Regions from separate parts of the Mus musculus genome. Here region 2 is linked to region 1. The links are chromatin contacts, called in public HiCAR-type maps. All regions are on one chromosome and are shown on one strand. The core of a region is the stretch at or near the end of the contact, and the rest is flanking DNA. Distances in the headings are between cores, read along the strand shown.

Evidence for each region. HiCAR-type assays count read pairs that join an accessible place to other places.
Region 2: a HiCAR-type map of kidney shows a contact between it and region 1, with 5 times the contacts expected there. The contact joins the promoter of Ostm1 here to the enhancer-like site in region 1. A contact is called at or near these places in 2 of 484 Hi-C or Micro-C datasets (adipose-derived mesenchymal stem cells and pre-B cells), 2 of 115 datasets of contacts at active chromatin or transcription factors (kidney and large pre-B cells) and 2 of 9 other capture datasets (embryonic stem cells and liver).

Annotation. Positions count from the first base shown.
Region 1 is chr10:41,978,664-41,985,760 of GRCm38.p6, reverse strand. Armc2 (armadillo repeat containing 2) reads left to right here. Exons shown (of 18, transcript NM_001034858.3): 6 at 5,164-5,240. Among named protein-coding and RNA genes, the nearest start is that of Gm33058, 23 kb to the right of the region's middle. Within about 2 kb of position 4,835, at least 66 of the 459 cell types and tissues checked have an H3K27ac peak or open chromatin away from gene starts, as enhancers often do. A contact at or near this core is called in kidney and pre-B cells, where this site is marked.
Region 2 is chr10:42,674,897-42,681,980 of GRCm38.p6, reverse strand. Ostm1 (osteopetrosis associated transmembrane protein 1) reads right to left here and starts at 3,065. Exons shown (of 6, transcript NM_172416.3): 1 at 2,584-3,065. The coding sequence starts at 2,997.

The sequences.
Region 1 (7,097 bases), core at 3,586-6,085:
AACATAATATTTTAAATAGTCGCAAAAAAAAATCTATGTAGTGGTGACTTTGCCACTTGGCTCCCTAATTGTAAAATATATAAAATACTAGCTGGTCCATTAAGAAAGCATTTGCTGATTCCTAATTGAAGAACTGTCATCCTAATAACTAGAAGAACTGTCTTGAATTATAGCAAAATCTATATGTTTAAGATATTTTAAAGAGCTATTATTTTATTTCCTTGGCATAGTTATGGTCCAGGAGTAGTGTGGCCAGTCCGACTGACTGCACCATCCATTCATGGGCTGCAGGGATCTGTCAGCCTTTGTATGCCATTGCCTGCCAGAGTTGGTTCTAGTATTTTAAGTGCAATGTAAGACTCTTGGCAGCAACAGGGAACAGAAAACTGTATATCTCCTGAAACTTGAGAGATGCAGAGGAGAAGCCCTGGGAAAACCAAATTGTTCTCACATGGACTTCAGCCTGCAGCCAGGGCAGAGCTAAGGGCACGGCAGAGGTGTAGAGCCAACGCCCTTGATCCTTCCTTACCACCAACTCCTCCAGGGTTGTGTGAACCAGCCACCGGCACTGGTGTTCTAAGTCCTTGGGAATTAGGTTTCCATCTGTAGACGGATGACCTAACTAATGAAAATGGTGGTTTTCTGCCTCTAAAAAGAATTTCACCAAAGAGCCCAATGACTAATTTCCGGATTTTTTTTTTTTAATTTGGACACATCAAAAAAAAATCATTGAGAAAAATTTAATAATGTTGTTTAATAACATGGAGCAGTAAGCAGGGAAGAACAGTTTTTCTGGACGACTGAACTGGGACCCAGATACATCTGATAGGCAGGAAATCACTGCCAACACAATGCCGGAATTTAATAACGATGCGAAGGTCTGAAGTGTGTGGGGCATCTGCCTTAGCTGCACATGGAAGAAATGGGAGTTAACTAGTAGTGGTTTGTGACCCTCGAAACAGCTATCGTGGCACCAGGCTGCATCGCTTAAAATACCCCCCCCCTTCTCTGGCCACAATGTGAGCTCAAAGCTAGTGTCCTTTTATAGGGACATAAAACAGACTGACTGTAAACAAATGGGCCCACAAGCATTTGAAGGGCTCAGGACTGAGTAGTGAGCATGTTAGCAAACACATATTGATGACTGCCATGCTCCAGATCATTCTGTCTTTCCAGCAGCCTCAAGGTGGGAGCACTGTGATGGGAGCACCGTGACTCACCACCCTTCTGTACAGATGAGGAAACCTACTTGTAGTTAAAATAAAATGTACCCACAACCACACAGCTGTCAGGGGGGCGTAAGCCACAGGAGAAGGTGTGAAGAGATGAGGGTGGCATCTTCACATATTTAAAGGGTTTCTAGGAGGAAGAGAAAAATGTGTTCTGTGTGGTTTCAGTCAGTGGTGCAAGTTGCGTGGAGCACATCTGCTCCTCTTCCTCTACAGTGACCGAGGGATTTTCCCTCCCATCCTCGGGATTTTCCCTCCGTTCTCTTCCATGAGACAGTGAAAGTAGCTCACCTTGAGCTCAGAAATCCTCCTGCCTCCGCCTCCTGAGCTGTTCTTTTCTTGGTACCCATCTTTTCTGCCCACTCCTGCAGGGCTTCACCAGCATGGCTCAGTGGATACACAGCAACATGCTTTGGGCAGACAGCACCTCTTTCCTCGGTCCCCAGCTTTTGTGACCCCATCCTCGATTGAGTCCTCTTTCCCTGCATGTAACAAATACATTTCTTTCTTCCTGCTTGATGCCTTTGTCCATGTTCACAAACGCCCTGGAGACCTGGGGTCTCCAGGTCCAAGCCCCTCTTCTGTGTCTCTGGTCCTGGGTGGTAATTTAAACCTTCTCTGATCTCTACATCTTTGTCGATGATACGCCCCGACCGACACCTGGCATCAGAAACTCAAGCAGACAAAACCCTACATTGCTTGACCCTGTAAACTGTCCCCGTTAACCTCACCATTTCTCTGGTAGGAACCTGCTTTCCAGGTCCTCCGGGTCTACACTCTGCTCTTCAGATGCTAAAATCAGCCCCATGTTGCAGTAACTTTTCACATCTTTTCCAGTCCCACAATGATCCTGGGATCATGGTCGCTCATTCTTTCTCTTGAATGCTCTGTCATCGCGGCCCCAAACCCCATGCCTCATGTCACATCCTCGAGTAAGAAGCTGTACGTTTCTTATTGGCTATCACTTAAGGGTCCACAGCAAATCCCACAGGTCCACAGCTGTTCCCAGACTTCCCAGCAGAACCTCTTCCTACCTACCTCACCAGGTCCGAGCGAGCCCCTCCTTGCGTATCAAACTCTCATGCACTCATTTTTCTGGGACAGCTTGTCAGTTGCTAGTTCCATTTCTACTCCTTTAAAGGGCACTTATAGTCCATCCTTCCCGCTGTGCGGTCCTTTCTCCTCAGCATACTCTCAAAGTCTTTTGCACTTTTCCGTTAAGGTAGATTTTTATCCTCACTGGAAAAAACATCTTCTGGGCCCATATCCACCTCTGCTTGCTCCCCTAGGTGCTTATGGGCTCAAAAGAAATGAACTAGTGCTGACAACTCGCCAAGTCCCCTCAGTGAGCTGGCTGACACCCGAAACCGAAGCATTGCAGTAGATTTAGGAGGGGAAACCAAAGCCTGGTAGTCTTCCCGAGGTCACAGGCTGTGAGTGTTGACCTAGGATATGAACTCAGTGTCCCCCAAACCATGATGACTGTGTACGATGGCAGTGGGTCCCAAGTCCATCTTTTCTTGGCAGCCTCGGGGAGCAACACTGCCAAGCCTGTGCATACCGATTGTCCTTTTCATTCTTTTCTAGAAGGGAGGTGGCACAGATGAGGTGTCATGGAGGCAGCCTTACCCCTGGCCATGTCTCAGGGAGAGTGGACAGGCACTGGGTGGGGGCAGGGGTGGGTCTGTGAGCTGAAAACTGTCTTGTTAGATTTCAGTGTTTATTAAAGGGACACACACACATATATGCATGTGCATGTGTGCACACACACATGTATGCACGTGTGTACACACACATGTATGCACGTATGCACACACGCGTACACACACAGAAATGAAACTCTTGATCTTAAAAATGTCAGGTTATATCTAGAAATTAAAAATATAGGAACTTCCTTGCTTTCCACCCCATTGAAGTTTTGTTTGTTTGTTTGTTTGTTTTAATTTTAGGATTTTGTGTGTTCTGATAGATGTGTACTCCTGCCACAGTATCTAGTGGGCAGAGGACAACTTTGTGCAGTTGGTTCTCCCCTTCCACTTTTATGTGCATTCTGGGAATCAAACCTAGGTCACCAGGCTTGCAGGGCAAGCACCGTTTCACCTTGAGCCACCTCAACAGCCCTGTTATTTGCATCTATTAGTTACAGATAATAATGGGTTCCATGACAATTGTCATGCCCGTATCTGATGGATTTTTTTTTCGTTTCACCTCCATTACCCTCTCTCGTCCCCCCTCCCACTCTTGTTGAGCATATGTGAGTGTGCACGTGCGTGTAAGTGTGCATGAGTGTGTGTGTGTGTGTGTGTGTGTGTGTGTGTCCCAGTGAGTTCCATTAGGGTTGGCTAGAAGTGTGGATGAAGGTTTGTTTATAGGAGTCTGGATGCCTTACCCATTGCTACATCACAGAAGACAATTTCTCCCCCTCTCCCATCAACCATTAACTGTGTGAATCCGCTGGGGGAGGGGGCAGGGTGTAGGGTTGGTTTTGTTCAAATAGGGTCTCATGTAACTTTTTGTTGTTGTTGTTTTGGTTTGGGTTTTTCAAGACAGGGCTTCTCTGTGTAGCCCTGGCTGTCCTGGAACTCACTTTGCAGACCAGGCTGGCCTCGGACTCAAAGATCCTCCTGCCTCTGCATCCTGAGTGCTGGGAGTAAAGGCGTGTGCCACCACTGCCCTGCTCTCGTGTAACTCATGAAGTCTTGCTTCGACAATCTTTCCATGGATTGAGTCCTTTTGTTCTGTCTTTGAGGGAATTTGTCTTCATGTTCTCTGTTTTATTGGCTAGGAACATCTTGCTGCAAAAATTCAGTTGTTTCAGAAAATTAGAGCCTTTTTGTTTTAATTGGTCCTACCAAGTTTCCCTATTTTATGACAAAGAGAAACATCTGGACTTTAAAAACAAAACCAAAAACATGTTGACAGGGAAAAAAAATACTAAAAGTTATGTGAAGAGGCTAAATCTGGGGCAGGGGGGTGGTGGTGGAGTAAAGACCAAGGGCAAGCACTCAGGAGAAGAGGCAGGAGGATCTCTGTGAGTCTGCTGCCAGCCTGGCCTCCAGAGTGAGTTCCAGGACAGGCAGGGCCACACATAGAAACCCTGTCTGAAAAACAAAACAAAAACAAAAACAAAATGATAATAACTTATATATTTATTATTATTTAGATTATTGTTGTTAATATTATTAAAATCAGTGTGTGGAATTATCAAAAAGAAATTGTGTCAGACTTGCCATTTTAGCCTGAGTGACCTTGGGAATTTATACAGATCTTTAAAAGGCAATACCTTCAGGTCAGCTGTAAGTGGGGAAGCCAGGCAGCAGAGTCAAGTGCCTCCATAGCTAGCCAGGCTACTCGTACGCTTCTCATCTGAGGACTGCCCAAATACACTGTCTACTTTTTTATTTTTAACATTTAAAATATTTCTAAGAGTATTTTTAGAGACTATTAATTGACTTGAGTTTTAAAGTGGGAATGGGACGTGCTGTGGTGCAGTGGAAAGAACAGTGGGTTGAAAAATCCCGAGCTCCGCATTCCAGAGCTGACCCTGCTCATGTGACCTTGGACAGAGCAAGCTGGCTTTCCCTTGGCTGGTTTTCTTCCTCTGTTTCTTGTTGTAACAGCGGCCTCTTGTGGTCCATATCATTAACAACAACCACCACTACCACTACTACCTCACCCCCCAGTCAATTTTGGATTTTTAAATTTATTTTTTATTTTTGGTTCTTTCCAGTGTTATATTTCATACTGTTAAGCCAGCAGACTTGTGTTCTCACAGATAAATCTTAGGAGGCAAAGGCAGGTGACAGCAGACAAATGGGCACCAAACCCATCTCTTAAACTAGTCTCTGTAGTTTCTTCCAAGCCTGACATGAACAAATTGCAGTTTATAAAAATGAAAATACTTCTGTGTCTCATCCATTGCTCTTCCTCCTAGGGACCCTGGGAAACGGCGTGCCAGGGCCTCCTCGTGCCCTAGCAGCTCAGACCTGAGCAGGAAGGAAACCAGGGCAGGTGAGTGTGCCTCTCTGCCCTCAGCATCATAGCAGATGAGAGTGCCTCTCCTCCTTCAGCATCCAGAGCAGGTGAGAGTGCCTCTCCTCCTTCAGCATCCAGAGCAGGTGAGTGTGCCTCTCCGCCTTCAGCATCCAGAGCAGGTGAGTGTGCCTCTCCGCCTTCAGCATCCTTCATTCTCAAGATCTTTGTGCTGTTAAACAGTGTGACTTGTTTTTCAAAGACAAATGTTAGGTGGAAGTCAAGGAGAGTCTAGAGTGCCACACCGAGCCCTTAGTAACTCTGTTCGACAACTTCAGGAACTGGATCCAACTTGCTCAGAAACCATTTGTTTTCTAAGTTTTCATTTTTCACTGCCGTCTTAAACCAGTATCCAGGTCTGCTGCCTTCAATGTAGACAGAAACTCACAGAAATTATAGCTTGAAGGTATCTGGAGGGTTTGTGTGCAGATTTAATATCAGTGTAAATCTAAACTTAAGTTCAAAAGCATTGCCCACTTAAATGAAGAAGGTTTTAATTCTTCAAGATTTTTTGTTTTTTGTTTTTGTCTTTAAAATAAAGAAAAAGATACAAATGTGGCACATTGTTAACATTGGACCAAACTAGTCAGGGTAGGACAGCTGTCTGTTACATTAAATGAAACTATATTATGAAAGCCCTTTAGGGACTTTATTCTGCCTGAGGAAATATGAAATAATACAGACCAATGGTTAGAAATGGTGCAAAGTCAGGCAGTGAGAAAAATGAGCCAGGGAACATTTGTTACACTATACCACTGTAACATTGTAACACTGTAACATTGTAACACTGTAACATTGTAACATTGACTGTACAACACAAGCAGCAGGTGAAACCTTAAGTTGTGGAAACAAGAGTTAGGGAGCTCTGTGTCACACCTAGAAAAACAAACATGCTGTCACCCCCATTTCAAAGGCTGGTGACCCCCCCCCCCATGGGGAAGGATCTAGATAAGGCAGGCATAAGAAGGTTTTAAGCCTTCAAGGTTTTTGTTGTTGTTGTTGTCTTTAAAATAAAAAGATACAAACGTAGCACATTATTAGCATTGAACCAAACTATTCAGGGTAGGACAGTGTCTGTTATATTCTTCATAGTTTTTTTTTTTCATTTCACACAAAAGTTTATGTCGGGCTCTATGAGTACACATCTATAATCTGAACATTTTGGAAACAGAGACAGGGTTATGAATTGCAGGCCATTCTGAGCTACAGTAAGACCTTGTCTCAACAAAAATAAAAAATGATGATAAATGATATCAATCTAGCACCGTGTAAAAGATGTTATCTTCAAACTAGCCCCTCACCAGTAAGGAGACAGTTAGTGGTCACCTGCAATGTATCTAGAACTCAGGAGAATCTAAGCCTTCCAATTCCCTAGACAACATTGTTGCTAAGGGGTTTACGTTTGCATGCTAAAAACACCAGCCAATGCTAACAATGTATCAAGCTGTTGGGTCCAAAGCTGAAAGCTGTGGTTAACAGCTATAACCACGGAGACAGCAGAATCTTCAAAAACAGGCAGTATTTCTTGCCTGACTTACCCAATTTTCCTGTTGAATCATTATTTTTATATTTAGCAAGCAGTGAACCTAGATGAAAGTCCTTTTTAAAATTTGAAGTTGTTCCCCAAGACTGGGCCACACTGTGTGTTTGTAGACATGCTTCAGTTTCTAGAATTCACTGGGGATAGGGTATGGAATGGAGGTGATGGGGGCAGTGAGGACCACATGGGGATACAGAAGCAAGGCCATAGCAAGACACAACCACATTAGTGGGGATTCCTGGGAGACGACCGAGAAGAAATTCTTATACCACAGTGTTTAGCTAACTTCTCAAAAT
Region 2 (7,084 bases), core at 1,816-4,315, 700 kb before region 1:
TGTGTGGGCCCCTGACATTGCCCTTACCTACTAAGCCCCAAGTACGTACTTTTCTCTTTCGTTCCTTTTGTTCCTTTTATTTATTCACTTTACATCTTGACCAAATTTCCCCTCCTCCTGCCCCCTCACAGCCTATTCCCCCTCATCCCCTTCTTCTCTGAAAAAGGGGAGCCCCCCCCCCCCCGGTACTCCCCTACCCTGGCACAGAAGTCACTGCAGAACTCTTATTATGCCTTATTCCCTGAGTTAGGGTCTCTCACTAAGCCTGGAACTTGTCTTAGGCAGGTGGAATGGTAGCCAGCAGCCCCAGCAAGATTCCTGCCTTTACTTTCTATGCCACCAGGTTACAGGTGCATGCAGTCACACCCACCTATGCCACCAGGTTATAGGTGCATGCAGTCACCCACCTATGCCACCAGGTATTAGGTACATGCAGTCACCCACCCATGCCACCAGGTTACAGGTGCATGAATCACATCCACCTATACCACCGGGGAATCGAACCAGCATCCTCTGCAGGAGCAGCAAGTGCTCTTAACCCCTGAACCATCACTCTAGCCCACTGGGATCATGTTTTTTAAAGCCTCATAATTCCACAGCATCTACATACACAAGGAAAACATCTATAGCCTCAAAGACCCAAGGTTAACATCATCATTCATGGGCATTGTGCCCACAAGAGGCCTTGTTACTTAAGTTTTTTTCTTTTTTTTTAAAGAAAAGGCAGCTGGAAATTATAAAATTTGCAGGAAAATTGATGAAACTGAAAAAATCAGGTATTAAGTGAAATGATCTAGGCACAGGAAGACAAATGCTACATGTTCTATCCTATGCATATCCTAGCCTTTCATGCTTATATATGTGTATTAACATGGAGTGAGTGTTGAGTAGAGGCCAGGAAATCAGGAAGGAGACCATAAGACAGGGAACAAAAAGAAGCTGAAGGGAGGGGGGAGGGTAACAGACCACATGAGATATGAAAGTGGAAGGGTCACACTGAAAAGGAGGGCTTACAAATGGTGGGAGGGCACAACGGAGAGGGAGGGGGATGGGTTATAGATGGTGGGAGGATACAAGGGAGGGGGAAGGGTTACAGATAGTACAAGGGAAAGGGAGGAGCTACAGATGGTGGGAGGGTAAAACGGAGAGGGGGGTCATAGTGCGGAAGGTACAACGGAGAGGGAGGAGTTATGGATAGTTGGGGGTACAACGGAGAGGGAGGGGAAGGGGAGGTTACAGAGGTGGGAGGGTACAAGGAAGGGGGAGGAGTTACAGAAGGTGGGAGGGTACAACGGAGATGTGAAGCAGGAACTTGGAGAAAAGGAGATGTAGAGTGGACAAACTGTTACTGTGAGGAGATGCCAGCCTGTTACTTGGTAGACTACTTTAAAGACAGGGTTGGGGCTCTGTTAGTACACAGCTTGTCTAGCGTGGACAAGTCATGGGTTCTATTCACAGCTGCATAAAACCAGACCATAGTGACACGTCCGTAATCTAGGCACCTGGGAGGGGAAAGCAGGAGGGGTCAAGTGATCCTCTGCTACTCGGTGAGTTCAAGGCCAGTCAGGGCGACAAGAAACTTCATCACAAATAAATACATTAATTAAATTAAAATAGAATGAAAAGACTCCCTAAAAACAGCTTATTTAATGTAACTGCTCAAAATCAAATACAACGCTGCATATTAAAGTCATAGAGAAAGGAGCGAATCTGAAAAATACTGCATGCACTCCTATTTAAACTGCCTTGAAAGCCAAATCTTTCCACAAAGAGTGACTCTGGACTTTACTTAATGCAAATGAATGTCCCCATTTACAAAAAAAAAAAAAATCTGCTTAGTAACATTAGGCTAGATTAAAAACAAGATACACCTATTGACATTTCTATTTAGTTTAGTCAATTACGACCTCTAAAGCAACTGAAGCCACATTTTTCATGAGACTACTTGGCCCCTCAGGACGCAAGAACCATTTCCACCCCCAATCCCTGTGTCCTCCTTATTTTTCCTTTACCAGGCAACCCTGTGACTCTCACGGTGGCCGACACCGTAATCCTTTCCTAATTTATACAGTTCTTAGAGGCAAAGACTGTGTCTTCCTCTTTTGGTTTGCCTTCATTAAGTCCTTCACATTACCTTCCAAGTGACCAGGAAAGCTCTCGAGTTACAGAGAAGGCAGACTATCCTAAAATGGCAACTCACCGACCACGAACTATTACTGTATGTCGCTTTGTGTGGCCTCTCTTTGTCCCCACTTTCCGGATGAGAAAACAAGCAGAGAATGTCACTAACTTGCCAGAGAACAAGCTGATAAACAGGATGGAACCGAACTCAATACTTTGAAAAATAATAAAGGTCACACTGATAGAAACTGGTGGCTCTGGGTATGTTCGCTGCAATGTTCCAGCAAACCTGTCCCAAGAAGATGCCGGCTTACAGCATCCAGGGGGACAGCATTCCAAGCCATAAGCCCCTAAAGTCACCCGCTTGTTTCTGATACCCTAACTCCACAGACCGTCCAATGCCGTTTCCTTACTTTCCCAACCCCCCCCCCCCCCAGGTGCCGAGGCTGCTCCTCTACCCACCCCGATGTTTCGGCTGATGTTGTCCATCTTGATTGCGACCTGTTGGAAGAGCGGGTAGCAGGTCTGGCAGAGGCGCACGGGCCGAGCGCTGCGCACCATACAGGCGGTCAGCTCGGCGCTGCTATTGGCGAAGTCCATCAGCAGCTCCCGGCACTCAGGCTCCAGATCCGGCAGGTCCGGAGGTAGCAGTGACAGCGGCCCTAGACCTCCGCCCTGCAGCAAAGACAGGGTCAAGTCCTGCACCTCCAACAGCTGCTGCTCCGACAGCAGGTCCGCAAAGCCTGGGTGCCGACTGCTGGTGAAGGGGAGCGCGCACAGGGCGCACCTCCACCGCAGCAGCTGCAGCAGCAGCAGCGCCGGCAGCCACCGCCACGGCCACCCGCTACTGCGCGCCAGCTCCGCGTCCCGAGCCATCCCCGGGCCGGACTGTAACAGATAGCTCGCCCGGTGCTTCCGACAGCAGCCGCTTCCGGCTTCGGCCGGCGCAGGCCCTGAGTGGAGTCACGAGGTGAGTGCGTCACGGCCCCGCCCACCTGCCTCCGGAGGCGCGCGGGTGTGAGCGCGCCCCGCTTGGAGGTCTGTAGAGCTGCTGCAACCCCAGTGCATCCCAGGCCTCCGTCTTGCACGCTCTGCACCCTGCAGTTCCCCGCCTTCCATGAGCCTGTGGAGTTTGTTCTGGTTGCTGGAACTCCAGGGAGATGACTGCCGAGTGAGCTCCCAGAAAAACCCAGTAGACTGATGGTTTGGGCAGGTGTTCATTTTCATTGGCTCTGGATTAGTAAAATTTCTTCATCTCCTCTGGAGAGTGGATAACATCCGTTGGCAGTTCTGGTTTTGGAACTTGTGGCTTCAAAAGGCTTGATTGATTGATTTTAATTCTCAACTATCTACCCCGAACAGAACTTCCTGGGGTGATGAATATAGTCCACGTCTTAGTTAATAGGGAAGCCACTACCCACATGTAGCAGCTGAACCCTTGAATTGTAGCTACTACGATGATAGAACTAATTGTCCAATGTCACTTAATTTAAATATAACTATCTGACTAGTGACACCTGTGTACGGCTCGGATCTGGGTGTAGTGTTTTAGCGCAATAGAAATCCTACCTAATACATACACTTGAGCATACCCCACTATGTTATTATTATATATTCTATATTATACGATTATTATACCATATATTACATAACATATTGTAACATAATATGTAATATTAATATATAACATGTAATATGTGACACGTAGCATTTTATGATATGTTGTAATATGTTATATTGTATATTATGTAATGTATAATATATGTTATGATAATAAATATGTATACATTATATAATATTAATACATATAGGTATTTTTCTTCTTGGAGACAAGCCTCATGTAACTCAGGCTAGTTCTCTAACACACTAAGAAACATGTTTGCGCTATACCAGAGAATGGCCTTGAAATTCTGATCTTCCTGCCTCCCTGCTGAAAGTGCCACCATGTACCCCCATTGCCAGGTGTTTGTGGTGCTGGAGACCAAACCCAGGGCCTGGTGTGTGCTAAGCAAGCAAGCATTCTGTCAACCCAGAGACATGAGAGAGAGAGAGAGAGAGAGAGAGAGAGAGAGAGAACCATAATAACAAATCAAAAGAAAGCCTATTAATAAGTCATTGCAGTAGACACTGGAATAAAGCAAGAGGCCAGGATATAATGTGCTCAAGAGTAGGATGTGAGGGGTGGGGACATCCATGTAGAGACAGAGGTATGGGGAGGAGGTACGGGATGTGGATCAGTCGGAGAGTTGGGGGGGGTAATAAAATATGGAGTGTAAAATAATTAATTAATTAATTAAAAAGAGAAAGAAAGAAAAAAAAGAATAGGATAGGAAAAAAACCATTGTAGGGCCATCCAGCAAGATGGTTCAGCAGGTGTTGTGTTCATGGTTCCAGGGGGCTAGCATCCACAGCGGCAGGGGAGGCAGCAACAGGCTGGAGCAGGATACTGAGAACTCACATCTTAAACACTGAGCACAAGCTGAGAATGAATGGGAATTGTGGGAGTCTTTACATTCTCAGAGCCCACCTCCAGTGACACTGCATCAGGGCTGTACCTCCTAAACCTTGGCAAACAGTGCCCCAACGGGGGACCAAGTGTTCAAAGGTCTGAGACTCTGGAGTTATTATCATCATGTCCTGGTCTGAATGAGAATGCCACCATAGGCTCATATCTTTCTATGTCTACTCCCTAGTAACATACTGCTTACAGAAGATTTAGGAGGCATGGCCTTGTTGGAAGAGGTGTCATTGGGAGTCGGCTTTGAGGTTTTGAAAGCCCATGCCAGGCCCAGTGTCTTTGTCTGTGTGTGTGTGTGTGTATGTATGTATGTATGTATGTATGTATGTATGTATGTATGTATATATTTGTCTGATTGTCTATCACTCCCTCTCCGTCTCCCTGCCTATGGATCAGGCTGTAAAGCTCTCTGCTACTGTGTGCTTCCTGCCATGATGCAGTGGCCTAATTCTCTAAAACTGCAAACAAGCCCCCAGTCAAACGCTTTCTTCTATATGTTGCCTTGGTCGTGGTGTCTCCTCACAGCAATAGAACAGTGAGTAAGATACCCCTGAGTCGGGTAAAGATGCTTACTATCAACCCCAAGGACACAGTAGAAGAGACTTCCCAGGTTGTCCACTGACCTCCACAGGTATGCCTAGACACATACACAAAATTAAAGCAAATGGTTTGGAAAGAACAATAAATGTGTGTAGCAGGACTAAATCAAGCTTACAGGAGCCGCTGCAGTAGTATTTAGGGGGCATTATAAAGAAGCTGTCTGCTGGGCTTAGAGGTGAGTCAGAAACTTCTTCCAGGAGGAAGAGATCTTTGAGGTCTTACAGGGTGAGCAGGATTCCTTAGCAGCTTACAGCATCCTAGGAGAAAGTAGCAGCAGCTACTAGAAGAAAGGACTCTTGTCTTACGGCTGCAGCTGTGCGCTCTTGTTGCTTGAAACTGCTGTTGCTGCACTGATGGACCGCAGGGATGGAGCTAAACCTGAACCACCTGCCTAGGACTTTCTCAAATGCTTTCCCTTCAGCCTGTGGGCAACAAGAACTGTTAACAGAGTTACAGTGAGCGTTTTAGGTAGAGAACTCTAGCAACAATATGTAACTCCCCACCCCCTACATCATAAAACTGAGAGTGTGTCATTAAAGGAGAAGACAGAAACTGTATAAAAGACATTGAGGTATGTCTGGTGGGAAAGAGAGAGGTTTGACTAAAGAACTATGATCCAGGAAGAATGAGAACCAGTGGGTATTTTGGCCTGTATAGGTTAAGATAACCAGGCAGATGGTAGTGCCATGGTTAGGGACAGGGACACAGGGAAGGGAGAGCATTGGGAAGGACACAGAAGCTGTGAATCCAGCTGAAACTGGCCACTCAGGATGGTTGTGGTGGAGGTGCCCAGAGAGTATTTAAATCGCAGATGCAATGCCTGCCAAGGATTCAGAGTTAGGAGTCATGCAGGCTGGTTCTTGTCAACTTGACCCAAGCTAGAGTCACCTGAGAAAAGTGAACTTCAATTGAGAAAGTGCCTTGGTAAAATCAGCCCTTCGGCAAGCCTGTGGGGCATTTTCTTGGTTGATGATTGATGTGGGAGGGCCAGTCCTCTGTGGGACTTGGGAGCTGGGTCAGCAGGGACAGAAATCACTTGTGTGTCCTAGTTGTATGTCGTGGTTTGGCTTCTGTTGCTGTGATGAAACACCGTAACCAAGAGCAGCTTTGGGGAGGGAAGGGTTGGTTTGCCTTACACTCCCACATAGATCATGGAGGCAGGAACTCAAGTAGAGCCCATGGGAGGAGGATGCTTACTGGCGCCTTCCCAGGCTTGCTCAGACCTTTTACACAAAGGACCACTAGCCCTGCCCACAGTGTACTGGGCCCTCCCACATCAGCCATCCAACCAAGAAAATGTCCCACAGCCCAATCTAATGAAAGCAATTCCTCAACGGAGGTTTCTTTCTCCCTAGGTGACTTCAGTTTGAATCAAGTTGACAAAAATTAGCCAATATACTGTACAGATGTGAGGACCGGAGTTCATACTCTCGGAAGCCATGTAAAAGTTGTGTGGGCTGGCAGCCTACCTGAAAGGAACAGGAAATACCCAGAGAAAGCCAGCAGCTAGCCAGACCAGCTGAGACTCTCTGTTCAGCAAGGGTCACTGTCTCAATATATGAAGAGGAGAGCCATCAGAAAAACACCTCACATCACCTCAGGCTTTACATCAGCATGCACCCACATGTACACATGCACACACACATGCACCCGCACACATACATGCACATACACACACATATGCACACACATGTACACATATACATACACATGCACACACACACATAACACGCACCCACACATACACATGCACACACATAACACACACCCACACATACACATGCACACACATAACACACCCACACATACACATATACCCATATGTACACATGCACCACACATAAC